Regions from separate parts of the Mus musculus genome. Here region 1 is linked to region 2. Evidence: chromatin contacts called from public HiChIP or PLAC-seq data. All regions are on one chromosome and are shown on one strand. Each heading gives the region's core, a stretch centred on a gene start, on an enhancer-like site or on the middle of the called end of the contact. The rest is flanking DNA. Distances are from core to core; before and after follow the strand shown.

What was found. HiChIP or PLAC-seq counts read pairs in DNA pulled down with a chosen protein or histone mark.
Region 1: a contact with region 2 is called in an H3K27ac HiChIP or PLAC-seq map of heart atrium, with 15 read pairs. The contact joins the enhancer-like site here to the promoter of Cfh in region 2. A contact is called at or near these places in 11 of 39 promoter capture datasets (the C10 cell line, the HPC-7 cell line, HPC-7-derived erythroid cells and 5 more), 16 of 484 Hi-C or Micro-C datasets (embryonic stem cells, granulosa cells, liver and 1 more), 14 of 115 datasets of contacts at active chromatin or transcription factors (embryonic stem cells, fibro-adipogenic progenitors, heart atrium and 3 more) and 2 of 9 other capture datasets (adipose tissue and embryonic stem cells).

The regions. Positions count from the first base shown.
Region 1 is chr1:140,420,854-140,428,257 of GRCm38.p6, reverse strand. Kcnt2 (potassium channel, subfamily T, member 2) reads right to left here. Exons shown (of 28, transcript NM_001081027.3): 9 at 2,885-3,065; 10 at 1,266-1,430. Among named protein-coding and RNA genes, the nearest start is that of Kcnt2, 180 kb to the right of the region's middle. Within about 2 kb of position 5,062, at least 6 of the 459 cell types and tissues checked have an H3K27ac peak or open chromatin away from gene starts, as enhancers often do. A contact at or near this core is called in heart atrium and uterus, where this site is marked.
Region 2 is chr1:140,180,503-140,187,552 of GRCm38.p6, reverse strand. Cfh (complement component factor h) reads left to right here and starts at 4,142. Exons shown (of 22, transcript NM_009888.3): 1 at 4,142-4,388. The coding sequence starts at 4,277.

The DNA.
Region 1 (7,404 bases), core at 3,813-6,312, 240 kb before region 2:
AATGATAAAAATGACTTAATACTAATCTACAAGAATTTATACTTCTCTAGTAACTATTTCCTATTTGGTTGCTCTAAAATATATTTCTACAATAAAACATCTAACTTTAGATATTGATATTAAACAGAGTTAGTCATTGTGAGATCATTTTTCTACTCCATTTTAAATATAATATACAATATTTATAAAGAATATTAAAATGTATAGAAAAATGAAGAGCATAAAACAAGATTAAATAGTGTTAAATAAAGATAATATGCATTTCTGATATTACTTATGGAATATATTTCCATTTATCACTGTCTTGAGTTTTAATCACACAAATTCATCTAGGAAATACAAAACAAATCCTTTCTTCTTTGAACTATACTAACTACATTAAAAATTTACCTAAATCTCCTTTGTCTTAACAACATAAAAAGTTGAATTATGTAAAGGTTTTATGTACAAACACACACATGCCAGTTTTGAATTAATATTTATGTTTCTTTTTATTATTTACTAATGTTTTATCATTTAAAAGGATATAAGTAGTGGTTGGTCACATTCCAAATCATAAATATGCAAGAAGGAAATGTCCAGGGTGCTGGATGGCTTGGCAATTAAAAGCACTGAATGGTCTAACTCAGGACTTGAATTTGGTTCCCAGAACCCACACTGAACAGCTCAGAACAGCCTTCGAATCAACCCTCTGGGTTCTGACAGAGTCTTCTGACTTCTGCAGGCACCCATACCCACAGATTCACACACAAACACACACACACACACACACACACACACACACACACACACACACCCCAAAACCACACATAGCACAGAGACACACAGGTAAACACACACATAAAAATTAAAGCCTTACAAAAACAATTTTCCTACCCTTGCATTCCTATCAACAAAACTTATATCTACAATTTTCCAGATGGTTTCATTGTTTTATTGTATTTTAGATTAAAACTCACTGCTTCATGAAATTATCATTTATGCTCTTACCCGAGAGGAAAAAAAAAACCTTTAAGTCAAATAAATATCCTCCTTTCTAACAATAACAAGTCATATCTGTCTTTTGGCATAGGTACAGAAGGGAACCTCAAGGCTATTTATTTCTTCAGCATTTTTATTATGTGTCCAGTTATATTTGTAGTCTTTCATTAACCCTTTTTAAATATGGGTGCATAAATAAAAGTTTGCCAGTAGGCAGCCTGCAGTGCTGGTTAATGTGAGATTGAGAATGACTCCGTATTGTGCATGAGATAATTCAAATGTACCTGTAGTCTTGGATGCGCATAGAACTCATTTAGAAAATCCATAAGTAAGTCAATCTTCAAGGAGCTGACACACAGGACAACATGCTTCTCTGTCTGAGCTCTGTGTCGACTGTAGTTTCCTCCTGACTTTTGTCTCTCCATCCACAAATAGGCCAACTGTTCAAACTGTAATGAATTTTCCACCCATGAATGAAAAGCATCAAATATGAAAGTGAAAGCCCAACACAGTGCCCCAACTGTTATTAGGTACACGGCATTTCTTACCCTTAAAATTGTTGAGTATCAAATTATCACTAGTACTCAACAGGCTTACCACATGATGTCCACAGGGATTTCAATGAGGCCCAGGGGCTTCAGGTCTCCAAAGAAACACATTAGAATGATTTTACTATTATACCATCTCAGAACATGAAGGGGCTAGTCCATCTGCTTTGTATCCAGGAAAGTATGATGTAATATGCCATTCATTAAATATAGTTTAACAGTTCTGCCATTTGCTCACTTTAAGAAGTTTGCAGTCTTATGGCAAAGGTAGCTGTGGAATTAAGTGGCCAAGAGGCTGAATTTTCTTTCCATTCTTTTTGTTTGTTTTTGTTTTGTTTTTGGTTTGTTTGTTTGTTGTTTGTTTGTTTGTTTGTTTGTTTTGAGACAGGGTTTCTCTGTGTAGTCCTGGCTGTCCTGGAACTCACTCTGTAGACCAGGCTGGCCTTGAAGTCAGAAATTCGTCTGCCTCTGCCTCCCAAGTGCTGGGATTTAGGCGTGTATTACCATGCCCAACGAGGCTGAATTTTCAACCTGGCCATTTAATAACCTGCAGGAAGGGCTTGATGGAGCCCAACTAGGAATATAAAACAAGCAAACTTTGCCTGGTAAGATTCAAGGACAGTGAGTCTTCAGCCCATTGTGCCCATATAATGCAAGAGGAGACAGCTGCATTAACATTTACAATGCCCCATGCTAGCAATATAGGATGAGTACTAGAGTGAACTGGGTGATATTGTAGAGGAGTGTCTGGGAGCTAGGTATGACAGTGTGAATTGGCTAAGGTTATATAATTAGCATGCAGGTTTAATTTGCCTTTATCATACATTATTTTTGATTTGTTCATTCATGGGAAACCAGGACTCATTGTAAAAAAGAACTGTAGACTAGTTATGGTTTATATCTCTGATCTGTGCATCTCTCCAAATCCTTGATAATGAGCATGTGCCATGTCCACTGTATGCTTTAGTTGATAAACATAAGAAATTAATTTTAAACTCACTGCAATTTATGCCATAGGTTTTCGTTTCTTATTTATTCTCCAAACATAATCCTTAATCTAACATCCAATAATTTAAATTATTTAATGGTTAGCAATATCACATAAGCTACATTTTTTAAATGATGCTGAATAATCATATCAAAATATGAGCTATCACTTGTGTCAATGAGGGAAAAGGTGTCTAAAAAATTATGAAAATATTTCTGTAATAGTGTTAGCACTTCCTTAAACTATTAATAGCATATCTTATAATATAAGTGTTAAACAAATAATCAGGTACTTTTTTATTAATATAGCAGTTTCAATTTTACATGGCTTTGTACATCTCTACAAAAGTTATCAGGGTTCTGTTTACCTGTATAGGGAGTACTACAAGGGCAACGCAGATCATAGCAACGACAAAGAGCTTGGAGGACCATGTTTCAGGAGTGACATCCCCAAAGCCCACAGTAGAAAATGTCACAATGCAGAAATAAAGGGAGTCAAAGAGATTGAGCTTCTTGCCAATTCGTTCTAGATGCTGAATCCCACAAATGCTTAAAAAACCAAAAAACAAAAAAGGAGATATTCATTAAAATTAAGAATAATGGAGACATTATCTTTCATATTGCTCTTTCAAAACCAAAAGATATTCTACAAAAATATTTTATAATTGGTCTATTTATATATAATTTTACCCAGAACAATATTGATTTTAACCACATAAATTTAGATGTGGTTTTATTTTAATAGCCAAAAAAATGTTAGCTATAATAGATAACTCTTAAAGATACTTAGTGCATGTGAAGGCAAAACAAACCTATACATTTCTAAGTCTAATTAATACCTGTCAAAATAGAAAAAAGTCTTAAAAAGTTATTGTTTAATTTAGAAAAAAGAAATGTATATTAATGTATATACATGTATACATATATTAATAATATAGAAAATTATGTGTTAACAAAATTCAAATACAGGTTGAACACTGTTGCTGCCAAAACACTAGTTAATATTCATTATCTATTGTAACAGTGCTTAGCAGGGGTGAAGCTTAAAGAATTATTGAGGACACCCCACCCCATCATTAAATGGATTATTGCCATTGTTGCGGGAAGATCTTTGCTGTAGAAAACATATTTTGTACATAATGTTTCTTTATTCCTCAGAGTATTTTACTTTGTTCCTAGCATTTTTCAATGGAATAAAAAGAACTCAGGCAACTTCAAGCACCTTTATGTTGGATGTCCCAGACTTTAGAACTGTAATACAACAAATTTCTGTTCTGTTAGTCATAAATTACAGTCATTTTTGCCATGCTGCAATCTAATACACAAATATAATGTATGCCTCAAACAAAAGCCTACATTATAAGACATTTACAGATAGCACCTGGTACATAAAAGAATTCAATATATATTTTCTTAATGACACAAGGTGTCCATGAATTAGAATTACTAAAATAGAAATAGACACAGCACCATTACTTGATTGTAAAATTAAAAAGTAGAAATCCATGATTGATAAATATGTGGTGCATATGGAAGGGTTACAATAAATATGGAACAGTAAAACCAGTATGCAACCTCAATGATTTGCACAAGGATGATCCTTATTCATATAAAAGTATTAAAATATGGGAACTTTATGGGATGAAAAAATCATGAGGGTGGTAGTCTCACACATGAGGATACCCACTCTTATGACAGGAAGATAATAAGCACACCAATATGTTCAGTCATTCTACATTCTGTAGTATGATAACAGAGCAAGAAGACATTGTCTTTGAATTAGAGAGAAGGCCCCCACCAGACCGATAGGGCCAGACCTTAATATGTGGCATCTTATCATTTGAATCTGTTAGAAAGGAAATTCATGTAACATATAAATTATTCATTTTCATGTATATGAACAGAAATGAGCCAACACAGACATCAAAACTAAGAACTGGGTTTGGGCTTAATAAACATGTATACTTGTTGAGCCAGGTTTAGGAATTGAAAATGTGTAGAGGCTAGAAAGCTGGGAACATGGAGAAAAGAACTATTGCATTGAATTGTGATGATGGCAATTCTTTCAGGGTTCATGAAAATATTATTGTAGCACAAGATTAGAGAAGAAATCAGTAAGTTGGAGGAAGAAATGGATTTTTTTTTAGAAAGCAGAGGGAAGGCAATATTTGTAAGACAACATCATAACTATAAAGCATTAAGTCCATGACTTTATAGAAGCCAGAATTTAAGAATGATAAATTAGAAACTTAGGGAGATTCTCTAAATATTTTGGATGTTTCATGGCATCTCCTGACAGTGTGCTAAAGTCAGAGAAGATAGAAATGGTTTAAAGATCGATTTTATAGACAAAAGGAAGCAGTGTGACCTAACTTAGAAGATTCTCACCCTAGTCAGATTGTGAAAATAAAAATGGTTCTCATTAGAAAAAGTCCCAGGATGGGAGAGTAGTTAGGAAAAAGGAACCCAGATGTTATTCATCCACACAATAGAAGACAGATCCTGAAATCACTCCAGAGATTGTTGAAAACATCATGACTACTCAAAGCCAACAATAACATGGCCTGGGATTTTATAGTTGTTTTAAGTGAGTAGCCCAAGGCATGTACAGAATTTCTGGGTTATGTCCACAATAACCTTAGCTCTTTGATTCCTTCAGTGTGACAGAGCTCTTGATTCTCTTTATTGAGTCCAAGTGCAAGACTACATAAGAATGTGTTTGACAAGATTCCTCTAGAAGAAACAGGTAATAAATAACCTTTGACAGTGATCTCTTTGGAAAAAGTGAGCAGCTGTTCGAGCATATATTTCTGTAAGAGTTTCTTCATCTAAATAAAAAAGGTCTTTTATATTTCTACTCAGGGAAAAGTTCCTTAATACAGTAAGGCCCCAAGAGGATAATGTCTAGAAAGGATTAAGGGTGAGGCTTCATCAGAAAACTCAATTGAACAACAACAAGCATGCAACACCTGGGAGAGCTAGCACTCCCAGACTCTAAACTGTGAAGATTCCTGTATGAACTGTTGCCAGAAAAGCCTTTCAGATGAGGCTTTCCAAATTCTTAAGAACAAACTCTTCTGCAGTTTCTAGAACTTTTGATGTGGAGGAAACTATCCTCAAGTCAAAGGATATCATGTTTCAATTACCAGGTTTTGAACTTACTCGTGGATAGAATAAATTATGATTTAGAACTACTGCTGTAATAAAATGTGTTTGCTCATTATCTTAACTGTTTTTAATTCAGAAAAAATTATGGACTTAAATGTGTCCTCTCACATATTGAGGTTGGAAATTGAATATCTAATGCAATAGCATTAAGCACTGAGACTTTTTATAGAAGTCAAGTCATGAGCACAACATTTGTGAATAGGACTTTAGAAATGCAGAGAACACTCATCAGACATTGAATCTGTGGCTCTTGGCCTTGAACACTCAAGCATTCAGATCTGAGAAATAAAATCATGCCTCTTAGAAATTACCCATTCTGGAGCATATGTACAATAGCAAAAATAGACTAGTACAGTTAAATGTACTATTCTGGAATTAAAGAGAGGACAACGTAAGGGGTGCAGAGTGAGCGAGAAGAAAGAAAGGAATGCCATGAATCAAGAAAAGGAATCAAATACTGATAGAAGATACAAGCATAAACTGAAATAATCAGAGTGAAAGAACTCAAATGAAAACAGCACCCAGGATTTTGTTTATGAAAATCTCAAAAAAGAGACAAAAAGCAGTCTAGCAGCTCGCCTTGCCTGCGAGTGTGGTGGGATAAGGTTCTAAGTAAATATGATAAAATGTGATTGAATTTATACTTAAGATGTGTGAATTTAACGATGTGTAAATTATGCTTCGGGAAATCTGTTAAAACTACGTATACTTTTGGAAAGCCACTACAGTGTCTGTGTGGAAGCAAAGTCCTCCTCTGAGGACAATAAAGAGCTAACGGGTCCAGAAGATGTGATTAGGAACTTTGAGTCACAACTGCTTCCAAACCAATTAGAGGTTTTTTGTTTATTTGTCTGTTTGTTTGTTTTCCTGGTTGCCCATAGGCAATACTGCCAATATAATTAAGCTATCAAATATAATCTCACACATCCAATGAGAAGAAGTGGATGCTAATAATAGATGTTCCTTATATAATGAGTGGTTTGGTTCACCACTCCCAGACACCATTTTCTCAGAACTCCTTTTCAAGCTGAGGCTGGACCTTGGCAAGTATTCTTGGAGAATGCTCTAATTGGATTAATTACACATTAAAATTGATCTTTGATGACAAATAATCATTTCCTAAGGCAAACATTTGTTATCTAAGATAAATTACAAAATATCACCCATTGTACATCTTAGCATTCAGTTTGTACTTTTTTTCTTTGTTTATTTTTTTTTCTTTTTTTTAAGATTTATTTATTATATATGTAAGTACACTGTTGCTTTCTTCAGACCCAGAAGAGGGTGTCAGATCTCATTACAGATGGTTGTGAGCCACCATGTGGTTGCTGGGAATTGAACTCAGGATCTCTGCAAGAGCAGTTGGTGCTCTTAAACTCTGAGCCATCTCTCCAGCCTTGTTTGTTTGTTTGTTTGTTTGTTTTTATTGTTTTTATTTTTCAAGACAGGGTTTCTCTGTATAGCCCTGGCTGTCCTGGAACTCACTCTGTAGACGAGGCTGGCCTTGAACTCAGAAATCCTCCTGGTTATGCCTTCTGAGTGCTGGGATTAAAGGCATGCACTACCACTGCCTGGCCAGTTTGCACATTTTTAAATGTAACTCACCCATGGTAATATCATTTTATTAAAAGGTAGATTGTACATAATTTTGACATCTGGTTTAAAATGGCCAGTTGGACTGTTTAACAATCTTTCACAGATTTGTGGTATACTAGGCTTT
Region 2 (7,050 bases), core at 2,893-5,392:
ACCTAGCCAGGAATGATGGCTGGAAATGTCTTAGGAGAAAACTTATTACCCCTATTTTGCTAAATTAATACAGCTTCCAACTATATTCTAAATATTTGTCCTTAAATACCCAGAGACAAGTTCAGTTCTCATCCTTCATCAAAAAAGCTTTCTCTTTTTACAGCAGATAGAGGCTATCATAGAGATACATAACTGGTAAATATGCAAAGAAAAGTGATTGTGGAATTCTCAGTGTGATTAATACATATACAATACAACTTCTGTGCCCAAGACTTTCAGGACTCAAAGGGAGGAAACTTAGATGAAATGCCCCAACAGTAGGGAGAGGGAACTTATAGAGCCTACCTCCAGCAGGAAAGCAGGACATCAAGTGAGGGATGGGGTTGACATCACACAGTCACAAATTTGACCCGTAATTGTTCCTGTCTCAAAGAATTACAGGTATGGAAATGGAGAGGAGCCTGAGGAAAAGAAGGTCCAGCGACAGGCCTAAAGTGGTAACCAGCTCAAGGGGAAGTCCCAAGACCTGACACTATTACTGAGGCTAAGGAGCACTCACAAAAAGGGATCTATCATGACTACCCTCCAGAAGACCCAACAAGCAGCTGAAAGAGTCAGATGCAGATATTTATACCCAACCAATGGACAGAAGCAGCTGATCCCTGTTGTTGAATTGGGGAAAGCTGAAAGAAGCTGTGGAGAATGGTGACCAGGTAGAAGGACCAGCATTCTCAATTAATCTGGACCCCTGAGATCTCTCAAAGACTGGACCACCAAACAGGCAGCATACACCAGCTGATATGAGGCCCCCGACACACATACAGTAGAGGACTTCCTGGTCTGTGTTCATTCAGAGATGATGCACCTAACCTAAGAGACTGGAGGCTTCAGTGAGTTTAAAGGTCAGGGGTTGGGGAGTTGGGATATCTATGTGAAGACAGAGATGTGGGAAGGAGGAATGCAGTGTGGAACAGTCTGAGGGTGGACGGGAGGGGGAGTAAAATATAGAGTGTAAAAAATTAATTAATTAATTAATTAATAAAAAAGAGAAAAGAAATATTTTTAAAAGCCAGAGGATCAGAATCACTATTTTGAGATGGTATCTTTTAGACAACATTGAGTTGGTGTTCCTATACATTTAACAATATGGTTGCCTGCACAAGAACTTCCCAAGTTGACACGAGATCATGAAAAGGAAAACTTAAAAAAAATTCACAAGGCCCTATGCCTAGATGAAGTGTTAAGGCACTTGATGGCTCGGATAATCAGTTGTCTTCAGGCACCAACCTTCTTATAGCTTTTCTAATCCAGAGTGGTCACACATATATGTGTAGCAACATTAATTAGACTCAGGAGATTGTGGGTGTGCACATATATACACATATGTGTATGTATAGGACAGTAATTATAGAGAAAGAAGACAAGAATTAGAGAGGGCATGAAGAACATGGAAGGAGTTGATGGTGGGAAAGAGAGGTGTAGATATTATTTGAATGTAGCATATTCATGTGTGAAATTAATTATTTAATTAATTAAATTTAAAAATTAAGATAACATGTTGTTTTTGTTGTTGTTATTGTTTTAGTTTTCTTTTGTTTTTCGAGACAAAAATTCTCTGTATAGCCCTGGCTGTCCTGGGACTCACATTTTGCCTAAATCCACCTGCCTCTGCCTCCTGAGTGCTGGGATCAAAGGCATGCCACCTTTGCCGTGCTAAGATAAAATGTTTTAAGTAGGTAAAATTAAAGATGAATTATCTTGCTGGGCATGGTGGCACACGCCTTTAATCCCAGCACTCAGGAGGCAGAGGCAGGTGGATTTCTGAGTTCGAGGCCAGCCTGGTCTACAAAGTGAGTTCCAGGACAGCCAGGGCTATACAGAGAAACCCTGTCTCGAAACCACGCCCCCCCAAAATAAAAATAAAATAAAATAAAATAAAGATGAATTACCTTAAAGTATAAGTTTAAAATTGGTAAGTAAAAATAAAAAAGAGCAATTGTGCATACAAACAGTCATGTTACTAAGTGCCGTCAGCATTGCAGTCTCTTGCCTACCACTGTGTGAATTTCAGAGCTGAGTGCCTCTGGACTTTTCATCTGTCTCTAGACACCAGTTTGGCCCAATAAAGGGTATGTAGTCCCTTTTTAAGTGTCTAAGTAAATATGTAATTTCTCAGGCCACAGCCAACAGGGATTACCCTCAGCATATTTTTCATGAGATAAGTTGTATAATTATCTTTTCAAAGGAACTTGGATAATAATAAAATAGATTTTGAACCACAAACAATGATGAATAAGAAAGAGTTAAAAAGTAACACAATATGCATATTAATTATATAATAAGACATGTGCTACTTTTAACTTTCACATTCTTGGCTATCTACATTTTTGATTATTTTATTATAAGCCTCTATTTTATAATGGCTTCACTGAAGATAAAAAAGGAAAAAAATTCTATCAGAGTGGCTTAGAATTTGTGTATTGTTAGCAAAATAACAAAAATGTCATCACAAGTTCACCATGATTTATAATGTCTGTAAGTTTTTATTATTGGCAAACTTTTGAAAACTTCTGTCAAATTTCTTTGACAAAATGAACAGCATGTCAGGACACTAAGCTCTTGTGACATGATTAATATTAAACACTCTGAATTTGAGGGTTTGTAAATTGTTCTGATATCAGTGTCTTTCATGGGGAGGGGTCCATGACTGAAGAAAACCAAAATGAGCTCAGCAACATTCATCACTGCTCTCTGTAACAGGACTGCTGTCACCACGTGACCGGATGCTCCTAGGCTGTTCTTCCCTGATTGGCAGGCTCTCTGTTTGGGAACTGTGAGCAGAAATACACCTTTCCAAAAAAAAAAAAAAAAGAAAGAAATACACCTATCCTTCCCTTAGCAGCTTTCTCTGGCATCTTGTCACATCCACAAGACACGCAACTACTACAATGAGTTACTGGCAGTTGAATTCCTACACATTTAATGAAATAGAAAACAAGCCATCCGAAAACGCCGTTCTGTATAGACTTTGGATATTAGACCATCAGCTTGAGTATCGCACTCCTGACAGTTTATGGCTTTAAGAAAGTGTTTAAGTGCTCTATGCTCAGTTAACTCATCTATATGCTTGAGCTACAACAGCTTACCAAACCCCACACTATCTAACATTCGTAGCCCAATTTGTACTATTTTCAAGCTGAAATCTGTCCTTACCATGTACAGGAACAACTAAAAATTGTGCTATATTCAAATAATTGAATATTACATAGAATGACAAATGAACAGTTAGGAGCCATGTCCAACAAACACAGTTCTACGTAAATACAGGAGTAAATTACATAAAGTACAGGTAAATACAGTCCATGTTCTTAGAAACACTGACAGTGGGTGGAAGGAAACCTGGAGGGCACAGAGGGTACCAAGGTTATTAGGTTGGGAGTTGAATATCTGCCTCAGTTCTGCATCAATTCAGCATGCTGCTGACACTTTTTTTCCACCTCTATATTTCTTACTATAAAATACCTCAATGACAAGTTAGAAAATTAGCATTTCAAGTTGATGGGTTTTTTTTACTTATTTTTTTCCTTTTTCTATTGGATATTTTCTTTATTTACATTTCAAATGCTATCCCAAAAGTCCCCTATACCCTCCCTCCCCACCCCAGCCCTGCTTCCCTACCCACTCACTCCCACTTCTTGGCCCTGGCTTTCCCCTGTACTGGGGCATATAAAGTTTGCTAGACCAAGGTCCTCACAGACCAGTTGCTTCACACATATAAAAAGAATTTCTTGGGAGATTCAATTCATTAATTTTAGAAAACCAATCCCATAATCAACATCCATTAGCATGACAATCTTTTCAACATTTCTGTATTATGTATGCATGGGTGTTGGTCCTGAAAACACTGCCTAACTGAAGTTCTCTCAATGATTTTTAAATGTGCCTTCATGCTTTCTGTTCTGTGGTTTGTCCACAGTAGAACACAATTTAAAGGATTATGAAATCCAGCCCTTGCTCACATTTCCAGAAATGTGAACTTGTTTCCAAGCAAAACAAGCTGTGATTTACAAGAACAATCCAGCAGGTCACTGACAGGGCATAGTAACAACAAGAGATAAAACGCCCATGCTGCTGGACTTGTGGTCTACTATTTTAGTTTACTTTGCAGAAGTTGCTCATGGGCGGAGCAATCCTGATTTCCTAAACTGACTTTCAACTTCCCTTTGAAGCAAGTCTTTCCCTGCTGTGACCACAGTTCATAGCAGAGAGGAACTGGATGGTACAGCACAGATTTCTCTTGGAGTCAGTTGGTCCCAGAAAGATCCAAATTATGAGACTGTCAGCAAGAATTATTTGGCTTATATTATGGACTGTTTGTGCAGCAGAAGGTAAGCTGGAAACATTCTTTTCTCCTTCTTGCTGAGCCAAATTATAAAACATTTGCAGAAAATGTTTCTCACAGCAATCATTCAAATTATGTCTGGAAAATATATGTAATTACTAGTCTGTTACTTAGTGGATTTGGGTGGTAAGTTTAAAAACTGTAAACTGTTCATTTGACTATTGTAGTTGATAATTTGGCGAAATGTAAAACTCGAGACAGTGCTTTAAACAACCATTTGCAATCTATAATTGGGCATAGTCATTCAACTTTTAGTTATCATGATACAGGCTCCTGTTTTGTTCATGAGTGTCCCTGAAATATTTTATGTAAAACTAGTAAGAAATATGTAAACATCCAAACTTAATGAAAGCATTCACTTTTATTTTAATGAGTGGATTTATTTCAGGCATATTTCTAACCCTTCATAAATACATCATTTTACTGATACTGCCATGGCTTTAAAAGTTTTGTTCATAAGAACTGCAAGCATGAGATAAAATGATTATAAAATTTGACAGATAATCTGTACACAGTATTGGAAGGATCTGATTTGTTCCTGGTTTTGTTTTCTGAGAGTACATGTGAGGCATATTTGCTTCTGAAAGCCATTTTGAGGTAGGTAATATGAGTGTTGGAGTTCTTCTTTCATGGCAGTAACAGAAATTCCGACTTTATTATTCACTTAAATTCTACCAAAAATTGCTTAGTTTATCCATCGAAAGAGTTTACTCTGCTAATTTATGATAGGCAACTAGTTATGTGAAAAAACAATTAATTAACTCTTCTTTGTGTTTTGATTGTTTAAGATAGGGTGTCACTACACCCTTGGACTCACTGTAGTCCTCCTGACAGCCTCCCATGGGCTGAGGTTACAGGTGGGAGTGACTGCCATCCCTGACTTTTTATTTCAAGTGAATGACATAACTTTAATAATTTCCTTAAATGTTTCTCTTAGCTAATGCTTTGTAACTTGAGGCTTTGCTGTAGCCTCTTCACTAAAGAATTCTAACAACCTCTGACTGAATATTTACCAAATCTGGGAAGAAGAATAGATACAGATTCTTAGTTATATCTTTTTGTAAAATTCTAAAAAAATATTTAAGGGTATTTAATACTTTTTGAAAGAGTAAACTTTTTAAATCATATTTTCTAATATTATTCCTTATATTTTAGCTTTTGAATCTTATATTTAAGATTAAGGCAGTCATTTCCTTGTGTATGAAAATATAAGTATTGCTAAAATGAAATATTGACCAGTAATTCTAAATCAATGGTGATATTACCAAACATAACTCAACTTTTTATTTTGTCAAAGTCAATGTTTCATCTTTTATTTTGATGCTCTACTTGAATAATAATGCTTACTAAGAGATTTCTTTAGATACATATGATTAAAGAAAGAAGTATTTTATTTTTATCTAATTTTTAAATCTTAATTGATGCAAATTGAATTAATATGCTTACATAATTACAAAGCAGAATTTCAATATCAAAAGGGAAGTGTCATGATGTTTACATGATACTTTAATGTTAATGATTTAAAAACCCTCATTTATGCCATGGATATAAGATAATTTTTTTGTTTATTACTGGATCTGAATTTTTGTATGTAGTCACATGTGGTGCCAGTTCCCGCTGATGAGTTGGGCAGTTACAAGGTATACATTACTGCTTCTCCAGCTGTCCAGTTAGAGATGAATTGGGAGTTTAGTGTTTAAAACAGTATGTAGGGTAACCTCACGATATGGATAAAGTACACATAATACAGAGGCAGGGGTATGAAGTTTCATGGATTCTCTGTGGGCACAGTAGTCTCACTTTAGTCTTTGCTTGGCTTGTAGCCTGTGTCTATCTCAAGTGTAAATAATTTAATCAGTCTATCAACTTAACAGAAATTTCACCAGACAGAAGAGCTTGGATCAATTAAAACAGTTATGTTTAATTATGTATGTGTGTATACACTTCAATATTTGCTTTGTTTCCCACAATGCTATTAAGCTGATTTAAAAAAAAAAAGTTTGTGAAATGCTATTAGGCTTTCCTAAACAGGGAAGAAAAGATTCCAGGAGTCTTTTCGCTCTGATAAAGATCACCATTCTTTTAAAACCAATGTTAATTGGGCGTAGCGTAAACACAGTAATGATCTTGCTCAATCCATGGGCCCCACCTGGCCAAAGGAGGAATAAAGCCTCCTGCAGACGGAGCTCCAGTTTCCTCATGCAGGCTGGCCAACTGTGTGTTCCACCCACGCAAATAACAAATAGTAATAACCTTAACAAAAAATGTAAAAAGCAGAATTCATAATTAAAAAATAGTAACCAAAGGAAGAACGGTGAATCCAGTTTCCTTTCTTCCTTCCTTACTTCCTTCCTTCCTGCCTGCCTGCCTGCCTGCCTGCCTGCCTTCCTGCCTGCCTGCCTGCCTGCCTGCCTGCCTGCCTGCCTGCCTGCCTGCCTGCCTGCCTGCCTGCCTGCCTGCCTGCCTGCCTGCCTGCCTGCCTGCCTGCCTGCCTGCCTGCCTGCCTTCCTTCCTTCCTTCCTTCCTTCCTCCCCCTCTTTCTTCTTTCTTCCTTCCTTCCTTCCTTTCTTCCTTCCTTCCTTCCTTCCTTCCTTCCTTCCTTCCTTCCTCCCCCTCTTTCTTCTTTCTTTATTTCTTCCTTCCTTTCT